Linked DNA regions of Mus musculus: region 2 is linked to region 1. Evidence: chromatin contacts called from public HiChIP or PLAC-seq data. All regions are on one chromosome and are shown on one strand. The core of a region is the stretch at or near the end of the contact, and the rest is flanking DNA. Distances in the headings are between cores, read along the strand shown.

Region 1 (7,182 bases), core at 1,208-3,707:
TCCATGTAGCTCAGAACACAGCCGGGATTAGGAAGTAGGGAGTTGGAGGGGCATATTGGGGTGCCCTGCTGCCCCTAAAGGAGTAGACTAAGCAGGCCAACCCGGCACTTGGGCAGCTCCGGACTGGCCCTACGGCCCAGAAACCACAGGTGCAGAGACAGGGATGTGACCCCTGCCACCTCACGGGAAGATCCCTGTGACTTCTAGGACAGCTTCTTCAACCAGTCCTTAGTGTCAGGTGACCTGGGAGCCACCAGGTTGACTGTAGGCTTTGGGCACAGCAGCACCACCCTGGGGCAGAAGAACTCGGGGGAAGAGAGGGAGGGACAAGTGAGGGATTAGAAGTCGGTCAGGGCTCCTTCCCCCAGCACACTGGCTCTGCCCCTTCACGGCCACTCAGGACTCACAGCCCAGCTGCTCACACCCTGACATTAGGCCCCTCTACCCTCTGGCCCACCCTGCTCTACAGATCCAAGTAGAGCCACTGCCTCCTTTGCCCACCTATCTGGGCTGTCTGACCTCCTTCAGTCACTATTAGGCACCAACGTTAAATTTGCCTCTGTCCATTCAGGGCAGCATCTTTTCAGTAAGGTCCCCAGGGTGCACCGAGGTCTATCAGTTTACCATGTTTGCTATGAAAAAATATCACAGACTGGGCTAGAATGACATGCGCTCACTCTGCCTATCCGGGATGCTGGCATGGTTGCTGCCCTGAGTCTTGGGGACACTGCTAGGATCTTCACACACCTCTCTCCACCCGTCTCTCTTGTCTTCCCTCCTTCTAGACAGGGTCTCACCATTTAGTCCAGGCTAGTCTCAGACTCACCATGTAGCTTAGGCTGGCCTCTAACTTTTGATCCTCCTGCCTCATCTTTTCCAGGGCTGGTGTGCCAGGCCTATGCCACCATACCCAGCTTTCTCACCTCTTTAGTTTCATACAGAACACCCCTCCCTTTTTTAAGGTCTCATATTCATGGCTTCTGGATTTTATGACGTGGATATCTTTGGGGACCATCATTCAGCTCAGTGGTCACACAGATCACCCCAACGTGGACTCAGAAGAACTGGAATCGTTCTGGAAGTCTTGCTTCAGAGCTGAAAGCGAGACAGACATGAGGAGACACTAAAGGTGGGAAGACCCGCTGCAGCCCAGTCCTTTGCCACTGTGTGTCCCACTGTGGGCCCAGGCCTCAGTTTTCCTGTCCTTCCAGCTCCCCAGACGTCAAAGTCAGCAAGGGCAGCAGGTGAGGGGAACTGGAGCCTTGGGAACGGACCGAGAGCAGGACCTGCTGGGTCAGAGTGAGGCAAACAAGCCAGTGTCTGTAAACACAGACTGTGTCTGCACCATCCTACCGGGCCACTGGGAAAGCTGGGAATAGCTGCACCAAGCCATGGTCCTGAGCTCTCTGCCCGCAAGCCTCAGTGAACAGTGCCAGGCTCGTCTGCCCAGGGGAATGGGGAAGGCTGTGGTCCAAGATGCAGCGAATGATCTCATCTTGTCACTTTTAAATCAAATTTTCCAGTAGTTCTCCTGAGGAGGCAGGGGATGAGGGACTGCATAATTCATGCAAAGGACAGAGCAGGGCCTAGGGAAGTCCAGGGGGAAATCTGAGTATAGAGGAAGGGGCTGAAGTTGGGTTTAGATGCAGGCCTGACCCACCTCTTTCTCAGGGGAGGTTGTTAATGGCTGCTAGTCTAGGGTGACTTGGATAAAGATGTGACAGGCTGAAGGCTGACTTCATGAAGCTCAGGATGGGGACATATGGAAAGGGCCAAGGATTTCTGTGGCTGGGGCTGGGAGAGGGGCAAGGTTAGTTCATCAGGGCCCTGCAGGGGCCTGTGAGTCTCTGCCTGTCCATGACCAAGACTGACCCTGCTCCGCCTTGGGTCCGGCTGGTGACCCGGCCCAGACTGTGAGCACACGAGGCAGGGCAGTGGCTCTCCTACTCTGCAGGCAGTAGACGCTCATTCTTGCAGAAGGGAATGTGATCTGGAACTGAACTAAATCAGGTAGACAGAGTTTTCCCCATAGCTTCCAGACTTGAGAAAGCATCCAATAGGAGAGCAAGGAACCAGGGCCGGAGGGTGTGGGATGAGGGGCCAGTACCGTGGCAGTGGCCTTACTCCAGGGCCAGGTATGCGACTGCAAGGGACATATCGGACACAGAGGCACTGGGCGCCATAATAAAAAGAGAACTGCTCCCACCGATATTTGTAGGGCGGGGGAGGCAGAAAGACCAGTCACGATAGCAGGCTGGGACCCACTGCAGAGCTGCCAGCATCCTCCAGTCCGCAGCAACATAAGTGGTAGTCGGGAGAGGATGGGCATGGGCGGGGCGCTGTTGGCCACGCCACACGGTGGCGTGCTGACGACACTTAAAGCACGCCGGAAGCCTGCTGGCACGCATCGTTGCCGGGCAACGCGCGGCGCTGGTTGCCGGCTAAGCTGGCTGTAGTATCTCCCCGCCGGGCGCCGGGAGGCGCGTCGCGGCGGCGAAGGTGGGTGCGCGCCTTGCGGGCCTCTGGGAGCTCGGGACCCCCTCCGTCTGCGCCTGGGACCTGGTCCCGGAGCCCGCGAGACTCCCGTCTGGGACGCGATCCCCGAGCTCCCTGCCCTCAGCCTCCGGCCTCGCAGACCGGGTTCTGCAGCTCATCCACCAGGACTTGCGTCTGCCCACAGGCCCTCCTTCGCCTCACTTGTTTGGCCCTAGGATACGCCCCCGTGCCGGACTAGTCATCCGCGAGTGCCAGGAGGGGTCGACTCCACGGAGGCACGTGAACACTCCCAGGAAGCCCTGGGCAACTCCAGCTCAGCCGCTGCATGTTTTTTGAGCAGCTTTCCTTCGGGTCGGCTGGCCTGGCTACACCAAGATGCAAGGCGGGCAGGAGGTGGGGAGAGAGTCAGTGAGTGACCTCGCAGAGGAGCCTGGAGAGGGGTCCCCCCACCAGACAGCTAGAGGACAGAGTGGTGATGGTTTGGAACGGAGGCGGATCTGCTGCGACGGTCCCGTGGTTCTGCCGGACACGAACGCTAACAGCTCCAGGCTGGATGAGGGTCTTCCCACCAGCTGTCCACACCCGGGGGAGCTCAGCGGCGGGTGGGGAGAGTTCGAAGGCTTCCGGGAGTCTTCAGCTAAGTCGGAGCAGTTTTCTCAGTCTTTTGAACTCCTGGGGAGAGCCACGGAATGTCAGCCGCTGAGAACCCCTTCAGTCCCCGAAGAGGGCAGTTCTTGCCAGGTGCAGCAGGGTGGACCCTGGGTGACAGGAACTGCTGCTGGCCCATCTTCAGAGGTATTTCCGTGGTTGAGTGGGAAGTATTTTGTCATTAGACTTTGCCCAAGTCTCTGTGCCCTGGGAATGTGGGGGTTTGGCTAGCCTTCTCTTCTCACCTAGTTTGTCTTTTGCTGTGTGGTTGGCTGTCCTCTGCTTAAAAGGAGGACAAGGAAGCTGGGCACCACCCGCCTTTAATCCCAGCACTCAAGAGGCAGAGGCAGGCGAATCTCCAAGTTCGAGGCCAGCCTGGTCTACAGAGTGAGTTCCAGGACAGCCAGGGCTACACAGAGGAACCTAATCTTGAAAAACAAACTAAAAAGGGGGGGGGGGGGAGGACAAGGAACAGAGGGCTTGGTCAGGGGACTGACATAGGGTCCCACACAGCCCTGAGAGCTGACCACACCTTTGCCTCCTCCACTGCCTCGGAGCCATTCCCCTCAGTGGCTCACCCCAAACACAGATGAGGATAAATAGAAAGAGGTGGGGGCAGGGTAGCCTGCTGTGAGGGCCACTCCTCCTGCAGTCAGCGCTTTAACATTCTTTCTAAAGCGAGCACTTTCTCCACCTTGGTTGAAGTGTTAGAAAATATCTGTGCATGGTGGGAAGTTTACAGAAAACACTGGATGAGTGTAGGAAAGCGTACCCAGCTGAGCTGCAGACCACAGGCACAGGGGACACTCACACAAAACCCAAACGCCTGCCAGCCCCCCCCCCGCCTCTGCCACCACCTGATTCAGACTGTCAGACTGTCCACCCCACCCCACCTGACTCACAGCCTTCCACAGTGAAGTCCTGTTTCCCACTGGCGTTCACACAGACTTCTCAGCACCTCAACACGGAAACAGGGACAGTGTTCCCCACGTGTCCCCGACAGGGTTTTAGATGTGCGAGCCTGTGGTTTTTCACTGTGTTTTACATAGCCTGGAGATTCTGAGTAGTGGTGTCGTCGGTCGTCAGTGACGGCAACACCAACCGAGCACGCAGCCAGGGACTAAATACACTTATGTTAGAGTGGAGTATTTGGGACAAGGTGACCTAATGTATGTACGTTGCTCCTAACCTTGGGACGTTCCTCCTTTCCAGTCCATTCCCAGCTATGAGAAGGTTTTTAGGCTTGCGTTTCAAGAAGTCGCCGTGGAACAGGCTCCTGAAGACGTTTGCTCCCTGGACCATTTCTTGGAAAGAAGCAATGAAGGGGCTGCATCTGTGCCGAGACTCTGGTAATGAACTTAGCTCGGAACTGCGCCGTGGCGCTGTGGCTGCGTTTCTTGTGTGCTAATGTGGTTTCACAAAGCTTTTTTGGTTGTTCCTAGAGGGTGCAGTGTCCCCGTGGCCACCTGTGGGCCACAGCATTCCAGAGGGACTGGCAGCAGAGATGAATACTGCAGTCGTGCCCCTGGTGTGGCCTCTCAGGGCTGCTGTTAGCGACTTGGCTCAGTGGTCCCTGACACCCTAATGGCCCTCAGCCACAGTCATAGGAAACAGCTCAGGACAGCCACTGACCTTCAGGGTTATCTTGTGTGTGCCTCGGGAGAAAGTCACACGTCGTCGTGTTTGACTGGCCATGGTAGGGACATGCTCTCAGCTGACAGTAGCAATGTTAAGGGCCTGACAAAAGAGATTGTCTTGAGGCACTGAGTGAGCAGAAGGTAGGGTGAGAAGGCTTTCTGTCACCCAGGGCCCAGGGAAAACTGGCTGGTATGCTTCAGGGTCTCTGCACACTCCGAGCAGGCCCGGGCATTTTTAGAACCTTGTCACACTCTGGGCTCTTGTCATATCTATTTTGACCACCATGCAGGGCCAACCCAGAACCTGCCCAGGAGACTCTCCACAGGGGCCCAAAGGCCTTGACCAACAGTGCCTGGCTGTCTGGTGCTCCCATAAAGCATAGCCTATGGGGAGAGCCCCAGCAGGCTAGTCGTGGCTGTGCCGTGGACAAGTTCTTCAGAGGCCCAAGGTGGCCCAGGTGTCAGGCTTGGCAAGGCTAGGCACTGGGACAGGAGGATGGGTATTGCTTTAGGGTGGAACACTCTTGTATGTTCAGAAACACTTGAGTGTTTGGAAAAAGGAGGGAACCCAGCATTTGGCACCCTGCGGCCCACAGTACTCACAGGGCCACGATTCAGGCTCCTCTGTGTGTTTCCTCATTGAGTCATCCTAGCTCGTGAGCATCTAATGTGGGACCGGCACGGCGGTAGGCACTTGCTTGAACCACACCAGTGGATCTGGCCTCCGGCCTTCTCCGAGAAGATACATAGGCAGGGCACATGTGAGAGATAAGAGGAAAGACAGGTTGATAGTGAACGTTGGGTTAACGAGAGCCAGGGCTGGGCTGGAGGGATTGTTTTGGAAGACTTTGAGGCACCCTGTCGTGACTGTATCTTTCTCCCAGTTCTGAATCTAGGAAGCTCTGGAGAGCCCTGCAGAACACCGACACTGCGTCTGCTTCGAGGTGTCTCTGGGGCGAATCTCACTGTCGGGAAAACCTCCTTCCTGTGCTTGGTGTAGACGCTGCTCAGAAGGTAAGGAGGCCTGGGTCGGGTGGCAGCCAGGCTCTGCTTGCTGCAGAGACGCACCAGGCAAAGTAACTGGAGGCGAGAAACGATTTATGTTGGCTCACTTTTTAGCAACTTCAGCCTGTGGTGGGGTTCCATGTTTCTGGGCCTGTGCTGAGATGAAAGGTGTCATAGAAAGGAAGTGTCAGAGTGGACAGAAAGCAGAGGAACAGTAACGGGTTGCTGTGACAATAGCAATCAGAGGCAAGCTGTAGCCCTCAAGGACACACCACCCATGCTGCACGTCCTTCAGCCAGAATTAGGCCTAAAACTCCCTTCCCTTGTTAGTAATGCTGGTGGATCATGAGCCCACTGGTGGATTAATGCAGCGAATACCATGCACGAGGAAGGAGCCCTCAGGATCCGATCACTTCTGAAAAGCCATCAGCTGACCACTAGCCCCCACCATGGAAGCCTGTGGGAATCTCTTCCTATTTAAGAAATGGCCACAGAGAGGTAGAGACTGCCCTGTGCCAGCCACACTAGCATGACACACTTGTGACAGGGCAGGGTGATGTCGGACAGAGAGTCTCTGTAGTGGGGATACCTGCCTGCTCTCAGCACTGGGAAGACCATCTTACACAAGCTCTCGGTATCACTCACTTCTCAGAATGAGACTGGAACACGGTGAGACGGCGGTGGGGTGTCCTGCCTCTCTTGAGTAGCATGCTATCCTTAGATGTGTGCAGGACCCCACAGGAGTCTACACCAACAGGCATGAGGGAGGAGACAGGGTGCATGTGGGAGGAGAGAGGGTGCATGTGGGCCAGCGAAAGTGGAAAGAAGGGATGGCTGGGTCACAGAATGCCAGGAAGTGCTACCGTGTGGGTGGAGGAGGATAGGCAGGAGCCCGGGTGCCTGCTCACAGGTAGTGTATGTAGGGCCAGGGTGGGGGGGGGGTGAGGGCAAGTTCTATATGAATATGTGGCATATGTGGGATTGGGCACGTTTGAGACACCCAAAGCAACGTGATGGGTTGACTTGGTGTTTACCTGAGAGGTCCCTTAGGTGGGGTTCGAAGCCACCAGGTGACCCCCCCTAGACATACAGTGGTCCCAAGAAGAAACCCTGATGCCTGAGGTAGGAGCCAGCCAAGATCAGGGCAGAGCAGCAGGAGAGAAAGGCTTAAGAAGTGGCCAGAGGACAGCGGTAGACAATGGTCAGTGAAGCGTGAGCGTCCACAGGCCATGCTCCTGAGTTTCCAGAGCTGTTCCACCTCAGAGCAAGGCTGTCTGCCAGAAGTCAGGGGGCAAAAGTCTTTTCGTTCTTAAAAATTATGCGAAGCTTTAAATAGGGAAACTTGAGACTGAGAAGGGAGGCAGCTCGAGGGCAACAATGAGGACTGGTTACCTTG
Region 2 (7,117 bases), core at 2,539-5,038, 330 kb after region 1:
CCTGCCTCCAGTCAAGCGGCGGCGAATGAACTGGATCGACGCCCCAGATGATGTATTTTACATGGCCACCGAAGAGACCAGGTTGGAGCCTTTTCTGGGAAAGGACGGGATATGAGAGTCTTCAGCTACCACCCTCTGATTTGTACTGGCTTACCTCTTCCCACAGGAAAATCCGAAAGCTGCTCTCATCCTCAGAAACCAAGCGTGCTGCCCGCCGGCCCTACAAACCCATTGCCCTGCGCCAGAGCCAGGCCCTGCCGCTGCGGCCACCCCCACCTGCACCAGTCAATGATGAGCCCATTGTTATTGAGGACTAGGCGGTCACCCACACCGTGGCCTGCCTGGGCCCCTCCATCAGCCCCAGAGTATCCAGTGAGGCCTGCAGAGGCCAAGCGGCCTCCCTCCCCCACCAGACTGCTGCCCACCCCACCCTCTGTTTCCGTAGTGCCCCAACTCCCGCCCTCACATGCAGAGAAACTGCTCCTCTGGTGGACATGTGGGGAAGAAGTGTGGTCTAACTTATTCCGAGACACCGAGGAGGAGTCTTTTTTAGCTTTGTGTTTACTTTCTGGCTGGAGCAGAGCTGAGGAGCGCCCTGGGCCGTGTGCTGCAGGGCTTCTCACCCGGGGTGGGCTCTAAGGTTTTGTTGTGTTCTGTTGAAGGTGCCATTTTAAATTTTATTTTTATTACTTTTTTGTAGATGAACTTGAGCTCTGTAACTTACACCTGGATGTTAGGATTGGTGCAGCAGCCAGCAGCGGCCAAGCTGCCTGCAGGGTTGGTCCCCTGTCTTTTCAAGTAATTTTCATATTAAACAAAAACAAAGAAAAAAATCTCATAAAAAGGAAAACCCCACCAAGCCCTTCTGCGTCTTTTGTTCCCAGTCCCTCTCCTGGTTTAGTTAGGGCCATGAACCTAGGCTGCTCCAATACCCAGAATACCCAGGGCATCCCTTGGCAGAAAGATGGGCAGTAGCCATAGCTAGGGTCAGCTTAGCGCTGGGGGTCTTACTCAGGCTGGCAGAGAATATCACTCTGAGACCTATTCCTGTAGGCCTTTGGTCAAGGGCCTGCTGCCCTTCCAAGGGGGACTGGGCACAGAGGATGCCTTGTGCAGAAACAGTGTCTCACGTGCCACACTGAGAGCTGACCCTACCTGAGGCCCCACAACTTTTTTCTACCAGGGTTTTCTACCTGGGTCAGCTTGGCACAGAAGCTTAAGGTCCAGGGCCCACCCCCTGTGCCCAGCAGATCCCTTGCCCCAGCTGTCGGGCTTTCTGTGCTAAGCTGTGCTGCCCTGGCAGGTGTGCTTTTCTCAAGAATTTGCTCATATTTCTGCTCAGAAATCCTATCTCTGCCTGCGCTTAGCCTCGCAGGCCCAGAGACAGGTGCGGGCCTGGCCAGCTACGGGAGGGAGAGAGGAGGTCTGGCTCTGCAGGCCATCGCCCCTCAGGCTGCTGCAGCCTCAGCTGGCCAAGAGGAGGCTCAGACCCTTTCTGGGAACAGTGGAGTCTTTTGGCCCCTGCCTCCTGGCCCCCCTTGCCCTCCTCAGGCGCCTGTGATGTGTAGAAATCGCAGTCGGGATTAAAATAGAAACCATTTATGTTCCCACTTGAGATACAGATAAGGGGTATCTCAGCTTCCCTGAGCTTGTGATGGGGCTTATCGGGGTGACAGGCCAGGTGTCCGGGACAGTGCTGTGACATATACCCTACTCACGTCCCCAGGGTCATTGGGCTTCTCCCGGTTGCTCTGGCCTCTACCTTGTCCTCCACTACTCTCTTCAAGGGCCTCCTGTGAGTCCTTTTCCCATCGGGAGTCTGGGGAGCATGGCTCCATCGAGGTCCAGACGAAGCCCCTTCTGGCCTAGTTCCCTCAGCTTTCCACAGACACAGGTCTCTTTTTTACTGACATTCCTAAGTGGGCTCCAGTGCCCACTATAGAAACAGGGCCAAGACTATTGGACATGAAAGCCAAGGTGAAGAACGGGAATTAGACATAGGCTGGTGGTTCATGGGCCCAGGAAAGTAATCTACACTATCCTGAAGCCTTTTAATGAGAAAAACAGGTAGGACCCATTCTACAATGGTCAGGCAGTGACCCGAGAGACTGGTGCTGACTTGACGACCTGGACGTAGCTCAGAGCCTCCATTCCAGGCCTTACCATTCCTGGCCATAGGTTCCCACGGTAGATCTGTGACCCTGCCCTGGATGACAGGACACGTGAAGATAGAATTCCACTGTATTTCTTATCTTGTTGGGGCCCTAGAGAAGAGAGCTGCTGACCTGCTCCACACCACACCATCTACCAGGACACAAATGAGTCCATCCTAGCTGAGAAAGGAGGGACCCTGTCCCAAAAGGCACTGTGGAAGCCTCTACCTACCTCTTCCCTTGGCTGGTGTGTGTCCAGAGGTGCCTTTCTGTGCCTGCCCATGCGATCCTGTTACAGCCTCAGGTGTGGAGGTCAAGGTTACTGTTTGTCATTGGCCCGTGTGCCTTCCTGCCAGGCTCACAACAGCCCCATAGCCCTCCTTCATCATCCAGGGACCCAGCAGAGGAGGTAGGACAGAAGCAGCAATTAGGAACTCTTACCCGGCCCTCTCCATCCCCTTCTCGCCCTGGGCATCCAGCCAGGATTGCCCCGGGAGGGGGCCTACTCCTATCCACTCTCATTGTGGCCGGGCACCCTTGAGGCCTTTTTAGAAGACTAGCTGTGCTTAGCCCAGTCAGCCCTGTCTTTCACGGCAGATATTAGCGGTGGAGTGGTCAAGCAGGCTGGTACCTAGAGGTCCACAGGACTCCTAAATGGGAAGCTGGAGGGGGCGCAGTAATGGATGCTTGGGTTGGAAGTCAGGACACCTATACATTCAGCCTGAACAGGAACCTGGCTGTGAGCGAAGGGTCTGTCCAGGAAGGCTTCCTTGCCTGCCTCTCACCTTGGCTGGCATGTGTCCACAGGTGCCAGGGGGAGCTGGTCTGGCTGGTCAGTCAGGCTTGGAGGGGGTGGCACGTTTCTGGGCTGTTGTCACCATGGAAATGGCAGTTACTGCAGGATATGTGTACAAAGGAAGGCCACCACATGGAGCTATAAGAGTAGGCCAGGGATTACCAACATGCCTGGTACCTGGGACCACTTGGCTCCCAGTCCATGGGCTGGACACAGAAATGAAATGTGGGTCTCCAGCACGGCAGTGAGGAAAGTGTGGGAGGGGTTTCTCTGGAGTCAGCTGTCCATACTGGGCAGGGTCATCAGGGTTTGAGACTTGTAGAGTGTTTGTTCCCCAGGCCCAAGGCTCAGGTTGGGTCAAGAGGCTCAGAGAGAGGCCTGTAGGTCCATGGGAGTCAGAAAGTAAGGAGGGTGGGACGGCAAGCAAGCCCTTAGTGGGAAGGAAACTGGAAGGGGACTATTCTGAGGACAAGCAGGATTTCTGGCTCTGCTGCTCTACAGAATGCTTTGGGGCCAGCATTGTGGGAGTCAGAGACTCTTAGTCTGAGGAAGAGCAGCAGCAACCTCACAGAAGGGGGTATTAGCCCACAACACTTGCCGCGGAGGAAATTCGCAGGTACCCCATTCCTCCAAGGATAAAAGTGCCTTAGAGGCAAGTGCACCTGCGGCCCCGTCAGAGCCTGCTCTGGCTGACGCCACCCCGCCCCCACTCATCCCAGTGGTTTCTTAAGCTGTTTTTGGAAGTGGTGGCGCTTACAAGTGAGCCTCGCCCGCCCCTCCTTCAGCACCACAGACAGGACCGCGGCGCCCCGCCCGGAATCCGATGCTTCGTGCTTCTGTGCTGCGAGACCGTTGCTATAGAAACGAGGCAACAAAGGGAGGCGGCGCCGGGAGGCGCGAGGGGCGGGGGCGCGTCCCGCGGGCTTCTCGTGCCCCCTTCTACCACGAGCAGGCCCGGACCTCGAGACCTAAAGCTGGGGATCCCAAGTCCGTTCTACAGCTAGAGATCACTATGTGGCCATGGAATCCTCGGGCGATCCCTGTGGACGCCACCTCACTCCGGGGTAGGGGGCGCTAGGCCGGGCCCTTCCGACCCTGGCAGGTGCGCCCCGCCTGCAGCGCGCCCAGCTGCTGGCGTCTAGGGGGCGGGCTCCAGAGGCCCCGCCCAGGTCTCGGAGCCAATCGACGTCCGGGGGCGGGCGGGGCAGGCGCGGGCGGCGGCACAGAGACGAGCGCGGGTGGAGGGCGCGGACCGACCGAGCGCACCGACCATGGCCTCCAAGTGTCCCAAGTGTGACAAGACCGTATACTTCGGTGAGTATCCACCCGCCGTCCGCCTTCGCCTCCAGGCTCCTGGCTGAGAGCCACACCCCGGAATGTACACGGATGGGGTGCGCAGCCACCGTCTTGGGATGCGCGATCCGATCGGTAGCTAAGCTCGCCACGCTGTTTTCGCGGGTGCGGCCCGAGGCTCGAAGGTAGTGCTACGCGGGGCGAGGGATACCATCTGGGATTCTGGAGAAGCGGGTGGCGTCGGGTGGGTTCCGAAGCGCTCGGTAGGCACTGGTCTAGGTACGCAAAGTCCTGGTCGGCCGGGGCCAGGAGCGCCCTCCTGGCCACCCGCATGTTCAGCTTATCGCCCTTCTTCAGGGACGCTCTTCGGGGCGGGATCCAATGAGGTCCGACGCCCGAGACTGGTCCGTTGAGATCCCCTGGTTTCCGGCATCTCTTCACCTTATGGCTGCTTCCCAGCCTGCACATGGGCCCACTAGTGTGACCCATAGTAGTGAGTGACCCCAGTGCTCACTTCGACCTCTGCCCAGGCCGTTGGGCCAGGTCTGGGATTTCGGATTCAGTCCAAGCGGGGGCGACCTTGGCTTCTGCCTCTTACATGCCCCAGCTTGCTCCTTTTCTTGGCCATTTGCCTCTGCAGTTTCACCCGGGGTGGGGCATGGTGACACGTATTTCTCCATGAGCTTGAGAGTGCACTGGGTGACTAGGACCCTGGCCTCTTGGAGGTCAAGGCCATCTGGGAAGGAAGCTATGGTATGCAGGAATTGGTTCCTGCTAAGGTAGCCCCTGAAGGCAATCACCTTTATCAAGCATCCCCTGGTTCCTGATCTGCTAACCTCCTGGGGCTGTGTTCCTAGCTGAGCAACTTTGCCAGAGTAGCAGTATAGCTGCCACTGAAAAATAGACTCAGGGCCAGAATAGAGGAAGACAGGGACATGAAAGGACAGGGACTCTTATGCTCTTCCCCAAACAGCAGTGTCCAGGTCAGTGAACTTCAGATGACGGGAGGAGAGGAGAGGCCACTTTTGTTTGTTCCCAGAGTGGAGGGACCGGATTTGGCTTGGAGTTGCTCTGGGTGGCCTGGAGCCAGGGGTTTCCTGTTGCCTCCTGGAGGGGACAGATTGCCTGATTTCAGCCCTTTTCCTACAGAGAGATGTTTAACAAGCCCCCGAGTGAAGACGGTCTTCAGGGCCTCTCTGTATGACTTTGCTCCAGACCAGGCCAGCTCTGGACTCTCTGGGGCCTTGGCCAACAGGGCACCCGGAAAAAGCACTCTGCCTGCTTGGGCGCCTCTGGCTCTCAGCAGAAAACAAAGGCTCCTCAGAGTCGGCTGGCTTCTGTTCTGTGGGAAGGCGATGGGGGTCCAGAATAATGCCCTCTCTGCCCAGCTAGGCTGTGCCCTGGCAGTCCACTTCTGAGTAAACGCTAGGTCCAAGGGACCCCAGGGTGCTGTGAGTCCGATTTTTCTTCCAGAACACATGGCCAAGTAGGGAGACCATTCCCTTCCAAGCTATTAGACCTAATCAATGCTGTATTCCCAATTTGGGTCTGTAATGGGGCCATCGACCCAACCAGTGGGTCTGAGGGTCAGCTCCCTGCCCCATACATGGCCCACATCCCAGAGCTGGCCAGAACATAGTGGTTTTGGCAGCCTTGAGCTGCAGCTGCCACAGCCACTGATGACCATCCCAACAATCTTATCACTGTCCCAAGAAAGAATGCCAGGCATGGGAGCCAAGCCTGCTTGCCATCCAGGTAGCTCCTGCCTGTTCTGGCTCACCTGTGTCTTAGGAAAGGAAACTAAACAGTACTGTCCCAGGACAAGGGTCGGGTGGGGGGTTCCTGGGGAACACCTGCCCGTGTCCAGCAAGTTAGGGCTGCGGAGAGCCAGACTTAGCCACATGGAGGATCCAGGCTTGCTGCCCAGCGGCAGCACTTCCCAGCAGGGGGAGGGGTCTCTCACAGTAGGCTGTGCTCCCTGGCGTTTGCCAAGGTTGTCCAGAGGAGGCATGGCCCCAGAGGGACCAGTGGGCCGCTCTTGAGAAAGGAAGGCTGGAGAGCTGGCTGTTTCTGTTATCCTCTGAGTGGAGTGCCAGAGCCAAGCAAGCATAAACACCCCTCCCTCCTCCCCCGCCACTCTGGCCTGGCCCCTTCCCTTTGGAATTCCGGCTCTGCTTGCTCTCAGCTCAGGCCCTTCTTCCTGCCCACTTCTCCACCCTTTTCCTGCCTTACTCCCTTGGGGAGGCCCAGGCTTCCGTCCATTGGGATGTGGCTCGGCAGTCATTGCCCTGGCGGTTGCGGGGTGGGGTCCACAGCCCTCAGCTGCTCATCACAAACCTTTGGCGCCAAACTGGCAGCTGGAGGCAGTGGGTTGGGTGGAGTGAGGTCTCAGGGCTTAGGACGAGGAAACCAAATAGGGATCTTTCCTGGTGGTCCCGCGGCAGCCAGGACTGGTGTTCCCTCACCTGGTGCTGAAAATCAAGGGCTTTTCTCTTGGCCTCGGGGACTCTGCCTGGCTCTGTGGGGAGGGGGAGAGGTGTGAGGAGACGCACCATGAGGGTGAGGTTTTGAGGAGCAAGGTATAATAAATAGGTGCAGAGAGCAAGACACTGAGGGGTTAAACCAGGTGCACAGCCTGAGACCACTTTTTCGGGATGAGCAAGGACAAAGGGCTCCAGGATGGCTGAGGGAGTCTCTGTAAACAGTAGCCTAATCTCGGAGTCACCATGGGCGGGGTGGGAGTGGAGCTTGATGTCTGCCAGGGGATGTAAAATGCAAGGGTGTGGGACCTGGAACCTTCTGGACTGCAAGAAGAGGAGGAACAGGCACGATGCTTTGACCTCCTCCTCCTCTTCCTCTCTACAGCTGAGAAGGT

What was found. HiChIP or PLAC-seq counts read pairs in DNA pulled down with a chosen protein or histone mark.
Region 2: an H3K4me3 HiChIP or PLAC-seq map of forebrain shows a contact between it and region 1, with 2.7 times the contacts expected there. The contact joins the promoter of F930026P19Rik here to the promoter of Clba1 in region 1. A contact is called at or near these places in 1 of 39 promoter capture datasets (pre-B cells), 10 of 484 Hi-C or Micro-C datasets (CD8 T cells, the HL-1 cell line, embryonic stem cells and 3 more), 6 of 115 datasets of contacts at active chromatin or transcription factors (embryonic stem cells, extraembryonic endoderm stem cells, forebrain and 2 more) and 2 of 9 other capture datasets (adipose tissue and liver).

The regions. Positions count from the first base shown.
Region 1 is chr12:112,806,518-112,813,699 of GRCm38.p6, forward strand. It overlaps Clba1 (clathrin binding box of aftiphilin containing 1), which reads left to right and starts at 2,458. Exons shown (of 5, transcript NM_145450.3): 1 at 2,458-3,291; 2 at 4,357-4,493; 3 at 5,666-5,795. The coding sequence starts at 2,872. Gm52004 (a long non-coding RNA gene) reads right to left here. Exons shown (of 3, transcript XR_003950270.1): 2 at 5,385-7,182; 3 at 4,474-4,881.
Region 2 is chr12:113,136,352-113,143,468 of GRCm38.p6, forward strand. It overlaps F930026P19Rik (RIKEN cDNA F930026P19 gene), which reads right to left and starts at 3,789. Exons shown (of 4, transcript NR_165646.1): 1 at 3,707-3,789; 2 at 2,939-3,048; 3 at 2,386-2,533; 4 at 2,004-2,304. It overlaps Crip2 (cysteine rich protein 2), which reads left to right and starts at 3,885. Exons shown (of 7, transcript NM_024223.2): 1 at 3,885-4,263; 2 at 7,108-7,117. The coding sequence starts at 4,221. It overlaps Mta1 (metastasis associated 1), which reads left to right. Exons shown (of 21, transcript NM_001364622.1): 20 at 1-81; 21 at 167-855. The coding sequence ends at 317.